2 separate regions of the Mus musculus genome follow, and region 1 is linked to region 2. Evidence: chromatin contacts called from public HiChIP or PLAC-seq data. All regions are on one chromosome and are shown on one strand. Each heading gives the region's core, a stretch centred on a gene start, on an enhancer-like site or on the middle of the called end of the contact. The rest is flanking DNA. Distances are from core to core; before and after follow the strand shown. Region 1 overlaps Ramp1 (receptor (calcitonin) activity modifying protein 1). Region 2 has its middle 15 kb from the start of Gm35242.

Region 1 (3,616 bases), core at 539-3,038, 560 kb after region 2:
TCTAGTTTCATTTCACTGTGGTCCCATAAGACACTAGAAAATTCCTGACTCTTTTACCTTTGTCTCTTTTACATTTGTTAAAGCATGCTTTGTGGCCTAGAAGGTGGTCTAATCTTGAGACAGACCCTTGGGCTGCCAAGATGTACATTTTACCTCCTCTACTAGGTAAAAGGTTCCAGACAGAGCTTTTCAAAAAAAAAAACAAAACTGGGGTGCCACCATTAGTGTCAAACAATGAAAACCCTTTGTTCTCCTAGGACTGTGTAGGATGAGCTGTAGGGATGTCAGAGCCACCCACACAGACAGAAGATGCCCTGAAGACCTGGTGTGGGGGGAAAGATGGTGCAGAGGATTGTTCTCAGCTTGCCCTCATGTTCTCGGGATGTCCTTGCTCTCTTCACCTCCAGTTCCTTTGTGGGAGCCATCTGTCACTGATGTAGTGTCGTGCAAATGCTGCTCCCAGGTGCCTGGTTACTTCTGGGCATCGTTGTGATGTGGCAGGGACCGTCATCTGCTAGGACTGCCCTAGAGTCTCAGAGCCTCTGAGGACAGAGGTTCCCCTAGGAACCCCCTGTGGGTTACTGCTACCTGAGAAGTCCTGAGCCCACATCTCCAGAGCGTCTGTGGTAAGCACGCTCAGGATGGCAGCCGGCACTAGCACTCTGATGTCATCCACTCGTGATGGCTTCTCTCTGTGTGTGATGCTATGTGTGCTCAGCTGAGGCACATATAGTAGTAGAGAGAAGGAGCAGAGGAGCGATGCTGAATTCTGAAGTTATGCACAGCCGAGGGGCACGCCTGTCCTGACAGGCAGCTGAGAGAGCAGCATTGTCTCCGTCTAGGTTTCAGAGGCAGCAGTCCCCAGTGGTTACATTTGCCTGCACATAGAGTCAGCCTTTTGACTCCAAAGCTTAAAGTTTGAGGCAGTTTTACTGTTTGTTGTTGCTTGTTCTTTATGAGAGATTAGGATGTTCTTCCAATTACAAAATGAAACTACTCTCTGCCTGCGGAGCTGCCCGTGGCCCCAATCCACACTCTCCAAGGCAGGAAGGGATGAGTTTATGAGTCTAGCAGAAGAAAGATGGGGCTGAGCATAGCAAGTCTCCCCCTTGGGAGGTGGAGGGGTGATCTGAGAAGAATGGGAGGTACAAGGACCAGGTCAGGTAGGGTCAGCTCTACAGCTAGACCAGGGAGGCCCAAAGACTATCCAGGAGATTTTTGTCTTGGCAGAATGCTGGGGGTGGGGTGGGGGGAAGCATTCTCCTGGAAGTGTGGAGGGGACATGATTGGTCCTTCTGGGCCCCCAGCCTCCAAGTGCCCTTTTCTGTTGGGGACCATCTCTCCACAGAGGCAGCACAGTCTCTCCTGTGTACTAGCTCTGCAGGACAGGAGTGCATCTCCTATTCCCCTCCCTGGCCCCTTCACAGGGGACTTGGGGACACCAGATCTCTTTAGCTGATCCTTGGTGTCGACATCAGCACACACCGGGTTCTAATGCATGGCACCCAGAACCTTCCCTGAGGCACCCCCTTCTCTGCCCTAAAACTGACTCTTCCAGAACAGGAAGGAAGGCCAAGTCACTCTTGATCCTCTCCATTGCCTAGCCAGTACCTTGCACCAGTGGTGACCCCAGGTACCCTGCCTTCCTTTCCTAGCTGTGTTTCCTGGCAGTGGTGTGTGGGTATCTCAGGCATTTGGTGAAAATGTATGTGCCACTCTGCTGCGTGCCAGGGACGACTGCCCCTGTGAGTCAGAAAGGAGTGGGAGGTGAAAGCAGGGCAAATGTGGTTTTAAAAAAAAGTCTTTGCCCCCTCACCCTGAGCACCCCGGATGTGGCTGTGTCTATGTCTATGGAGGGTGTGCTGGCTTCCTGCAGCTATGGGCAGCTGGAGGAGGACAGCTTGGGGCACGGAGTTCATGAAAGGGGGAGTCATATGAGGTACAAGGCAGGTCTGGGTGCCAGGAGCCATAAAGTATAGGGGATAAATGGAGAGAGGACCCTTGACACTCACACGAGGTCTCATCCCAGCTTCTGGAGCTTGCTGTACATTTGAGGCTTCCTGACTACCACAGGAAGGCTTCCACAGGGGATCCTGGTGGGACAGAGATGGTGTTACCCTTTCCCCAGCCTCCACTGTGGCTGACATGATCCTCAAGTGTGCGCTGCTGGCTCCGAGGTCCCCAGGTGTGCTCACTGTACTCTTGTGGCCTGAGCATCCATATACTGGCTGCTTCATGAGCTCAAGTGCAGTTCAAGTACTTGCTGGGGAGTGGTGCCTTGCTGTCCTCTGTGTTTCCTAGGGCTCTAGGTTGGGCCCAGAAAACTTCCAGCAGCCCCTCCATGGCCCCTCAAGAGCAGAGGTCTCTCACTGAAGGCTGTGGATTGCCTCCCAAGAGCGATTTCCATCTGTCAGCCTTTCCCTTGGACAGGTCTCCACTCACGACGGCTACTCCTTAGCTTTTCCTAAAAGTCCCCAGGTCTCAGCTTTGTTCTCAGGACTCTAGTGTGTACCAACACCTAGCTCCTTTCCTCACCAGCCCCATCTCAGAGTTGTGGGCATCTCTGTGCCAAGCCTACCATCCTGACACAACCTCCTTCAACCTCTTCCTGAGTGGCTAGCCTCCCAGGGTATCCTACCCTATCCAGTCTCGACCTATTGATTAGTGATGCCTGTGGGGAGTCTCAGACTGGCTGGCACTAGCCTGGTGGCATGTCTGCCTGCAGTGAGAGCAAGCTCAGATTTGCAGAGCTCTGCCACCAGGCCACACGTGGTTCCACATGCTGCTGGGGACAGGGCTCTGGTGTGCTATTTGGCTTTTTATTTTTAATTAAACGTAGGGCTTCAGTTTCACTGCTTTGGCCTCACTGTCAAGATACATGCTCCAGAGTCTGTTATTACCATACAAGGATGGTCCCACGCCCAACTCACTGCCAGGGAATTCACTGTGTGCCACTTTGTGAAGTTTTGCTCGGTGCCATACCACCCTGGCTTCAGAAACACTGATTCTAGCCATGCTGGGCACCCTGTCCAGACTCAGGCAGTCCTATGCCAGCCCTTTTCCCTAGACCATGGTGGGCCAAGCACATGAGTGTGGAGATCACTTTCTAGGGGATACTCCAGTTTCTGCTGCATAGCTGGGCTTCAGCCCTCATGGATATCTCCTGTCCCCTGGGGTCCATCTGTCCTGGTCAGGCAGCTGATGGCTCTGTTCCTATGATCAGAACTCTTTCTCCTCCTGTTCTCCGCCCAACTTGAAACATCTCGCTCTCTGTGAGCTACTCAGTGCCTCTGCTGTGTCCATGGCCTCAGTATCCGGGGCTGGGCTGGCAGATGCCAGATCTGTATCCTTCCAATGGTCCACCCATTAATGTATCCTTCCTGGCAGCACTGTGGGTGACACTGGGTGGTACCCTCCAGTCCCTTTGTTCCCCACCCTCTCTGTGCTCCTCAGCTCTTCCTTACCTGCCCCACCATGACAACCTCAAAGGACAGGCCTTGCCCTTTGACTTCACTCCAAGCTTCTCTAGGGTCTTATCTCAAGCCAGCACCAGAGCTACATCTTGGGCTATGAGAGCCAGGACCAAATTCAGCTCTGGTCTGCACCACCTCTGGCA
Region 2 (3,644 bases), core at 831-3,330:
TCTCTTTTATAGCAAGCTCCGCCTCCCTGGCCTTTGCTAGGTGACTGGTGGGCGGAGCATAGGAGGAATGCCAACACTGAGTATTCGATTTTCTATTCAAATACAGAGACTTCTGTCTCCCACAGCACCAACTAATGTTCTCAGGGAGGAGTCCCTTTTCCACACCACGAGAAATCCCTCAGGTCTCTGTGTCCGGACTGTGTCTGGTAGGTCCCATCTGCCTCACAGGTGTTGTTTCTGCTACTTTTCCAGAGCCATAAAGAGCTCAGAGCCAAATGTAGCCTCCAGCAGGTGCTCACGAGAGTTTTCTTCATTTCTTCTGGAATACGCCATCTCTTTCTTCCTTTCATTTCCCCTCCCCTGATTCCTTCAGGGCTTTCTTTGTCTAGAACGTACTTCTGAAAATACCCTCCAGATCATCGCTAGAGCAAGAGAGGGATTCATTAACAAACTCAGGTGACTGATGAACGCTAATGATCTTCTCGGCGTCTCCTTAGGCCTGGGACGGTTGATACTATCAGGCATCCAGGAGACACCTCTAGACAGCTCTGTGAGGAAGTTTCCATAAAGGTCTGAGAGGGAAGGCCCACTGTGGATGTGGGCAGCACCATCCTCTGGGGCGGGGCCTGGGACTGAATAACAAGAGGTGGCCTGAGCCCCTGCATTCGCCGCACTGCCTTGGATGTGAGCGGGGTGTGACCGGCCACCTCACAATCCACGTGACTGTAGTGTGACGGGCCACCACAGGATTCTGCTGCTATGCTTTCCCATGGTGACTTAGCCATGTCCCATCTTAAACTGTGAGCCGAATAAACCACTCCTCCCTTCAGTCTCTCTCTGTGGAGTGGAGGGGCTTGTTTGGTTACAGTCATGAGAAAAGTAACTTACACGGTGGTAAAGTTAGTTTGGGGATAATTTTCAAAGAACCAGCAGCATTTGGCCTTCCTATTTACCACTGCTGTTATGAAGGAGAAGTAGTCCTCTGTCTGAGCTTGGTCTGGTCCTCTGCCTGGAGACAAAGGCTGATCCAGAAGCTGCTGGGATCCCCGTTCCTTGACAGGCCTGAGCCTGCCCAAGCTGAAATCAGAGACCAGGGTTCCTGGGACCAGAGGATGTAATGAGCCCTCCACTCTCTGCACCTTTGCGTACTTAGACTACTCTGTCCACATATCCCCAATGCACTTGCTTCCTTCTGTTCAGATATCACACACACACACACACACACACACACACACACACACACACACACACACACACCATCACTAGCAATCTCCCTTTCTCCCAGACATTTACCTGTCCAGGTGTCAAGTTACCTTTAAAAATGCCTTCTATAAGCCGGGGTTAGGAAGACACCCCACGCAAGCATGCGCCTCAGCCAGACTCAGGGACCACCCAGTAATTCCACAGACAGAAAGGAGACAGGAGGGTGCTGGGGTCTCACCAGCAGCTCATCTAGCCAGTCAGTGAGGTCCAGGGCCACTGAAAGACACAGTCTCAAAAAGTAAGGCAGAGAGTGATAGAAGACGACCTCAGTGCTAATGTCTGGTTTCCACACATGGATTAGCATGGGGTCTTACACACACACACACACACACACACCATACCATCTCCAGTGATGCTTTTCTACTTGGTCTACTCAGCAGTGCTCATGCATGAGGATCTGGTGTGGTCGTATTTTCTGTAAAGGACATGACACCCATCCTACCGAAATCTGTCAGTAGCAATGGCTCCCCAGCCTGGAGACCCACCCTCCTCTACAGTCAGGTATTCCAGGCCTCCGATGGGGGCCTCAAGGGTTAGCCAGACTCAAGATGCCTGGGCTCCCCTGATCTGCAGAGGGCAGCAGAGGTCCACAGGCAGGGCACAAGGTGCCCCACTGGGTATCCCTGGCCCCACCCTCCCTCTTCACTACCTGTCAAGAATTCCTCTGCTTTTGCTTTTGGTGGCTCCCTGCTCCCTTCCTGTCTTCTGCTGCCCAAGAAAGCACCTGAAACAAGGCCAGCCTGTTGAAGGTTGAACAAACAAGGAGCCTGTGACTCAAGGCAGGGTGAGGTGGCCTCAACATTTGGGCAGATCTGAGCCAAACCACACGGCACCTCCTTCTGGAGACCTGAGTCATGGGGGTGACTGGAAGCTGGCACTTCTCACAGATGGGAAACTGCAGAGGGACATGAGTATTCTGTGGTCTCCGTAAAGGCAAAGCAGATGTCTGACTGACGGAGTGTGTGTGTGTGTGTGTGTGTGTGTGTGTGTGTGTGTAAGCCAATGTGCATGTGTATATGAATGAATGGGGAGAATTATATGTTCATGAGAGTGCGTGTGTATGAGACTCTCTGTACATGTGTATGTGTAAGACAGCCTGTGTTAGGCACACTTGTATGAAGACACTCATGAATCCCTGTTTCCCTCACCCTATATTACCCTCCCTCAAGTGCTTGCTCTGGGAGAGGCTCTGAAACAGGCTCCTTCCATTGACACCTGATGACGTCACTTCTGCAGCCCTAGCTAGCACACTGGCCTGGTTCCACAGACCACCTTGGTTGCCTCCTCCACCCACCTCGCCCTCCTGGGTCTGGCCCTAAGGTTCCACAGAGTCTTCTTCTGTGGACCCCGCCTACTGGTTTACTTGGGCTGTCCTCTGTTACCTCAGGAGATGTTTACAAGAGTCTCAAGTTCTGCTCTCAGCTGGGCACAAGGCTCAGCACTGCCCAGGTCCTGAGGACAAATAGAACAGAGGCAGCAATGAGGGAACTGGCCACTCCTTGTTGACATTCTTGTCCTCTGTGGTGAGGTGGGGACACAGCATGTGTTAAGGGAGGTACAGAAAGCCTGACAGCCCAAGACAGATCATGGGTGTGAGCTGGAAGCCTAGCTGTGTCTGTGCTGAACTGCAGTGTATCCTCCTCTTCCTTCCCCTCCTCCCTCTCCCCATCTTCTCTCTCCTCTCCACTCTTTCCCTCTTCCTCCCTTCTCTCTCTCTTACCCTGTCCTTTTATCCTCCTCCTCCTCCTCCTCCTCCTCCTCCTCCTCCTCCTCCTCCTCCTCCTTCTTCCTCCTCCTCAAGAGCCCATGCTCCATGTTCCCACACTTTCATACCTGACCACCAAACTCAGAGGTCAGAAAGCTGGTCTTTTCCAGCTGGAACCAGCGTGGCTAGAACTCTACATTACTTCCGTTGGATTCTAGCATTCTTGATCTCCTTAATTCTAAGTAGTCTCACAAAATTTTTAAAGAGATTAAGAAAAACATACTGTATTTTGGGTGAATTTCACAGGAAGCCCTGTCTTCAGTTCTGGGTGGGGCTTGCAGGTGATCTGAAGGCACAGGAAGCAGGAATATGAGATATCCTGCCTGGCCCTCACCTGCCTGCACAACTCCTGAAGAAAGCATCCTAGATACTCTGTGAGTCCATCATGGGTGTTCCAGCAGAGCTGAGCATCTGTCCACAGCCTTCCTTCTACCTAAAGTAGTCCTCCATAACCAGGGTGACTTTGCCCTCCCAGGGACAGTCAGTAATATCTGGGGACATTGGGACTGTCCCAGTTACTGGTGCAGGGAGATCCTGTCATCAAGCAGGCAGAGATAAGGCCAATTATGCAAATGAACCACCTATACTGTAAGGGAGCAGCCTCCCACAGAGAAAT

Evidence for each region. HiChIP or PLAC-seq counts read pairs in DNA pulled down with a chosen protein or histone mark.
Region 1: a FOXA1 HiChIP or PLAC-seq map of pancreatic cancer cells shows a contact between it and region 2. The contact joins two enhancer-like sites. A contact is called at or near these places in 1 of 484 Hi-C or Micro-C datasets (the G1E-ER4 cell line) and 1 of 115 datasets of contacts at active chromatin or transcription factors (pancreatic cancer cells).

The regions. Positions count from the first base shown.
Region 1 is chr1:91,191,668-91,195,283 of GRCm38.p6, forward strand. All of the region lies in intron 1 of Ramp1 (receptor (calcitonin) activity modifying protein 1), which reads left to right. Among named protein-coding and RNA genes, the nearest start is that of Ramp1, 14 kb to the left of the region's middle. Within about 2 kb of position 1,789, at least 76 of the 459 cell types and tissues checked have an H3K27ac peak or open chromatin away from gene starts, as enhancers often do. A contact at or near this core is called in pancreatic cancer cells, where this site is marked.
Region 2 is chr1:90,631,776-90,635,419 of GRCm38.p6, forward strand. No RefSeq gene overlaps it. Among named protein-coding and RNA genes, the nearest start is that of Gm35242, 15 kb to the right of the region's middle. Within about 2 kb of position 2,081, at least 38 of the 459 cell types and tissues checked have an H3K27ac peak or open chromatin away from gene starts, as enhancers often do. A contact at or near this core is called in pancreatic cancer cells, where this site is marked.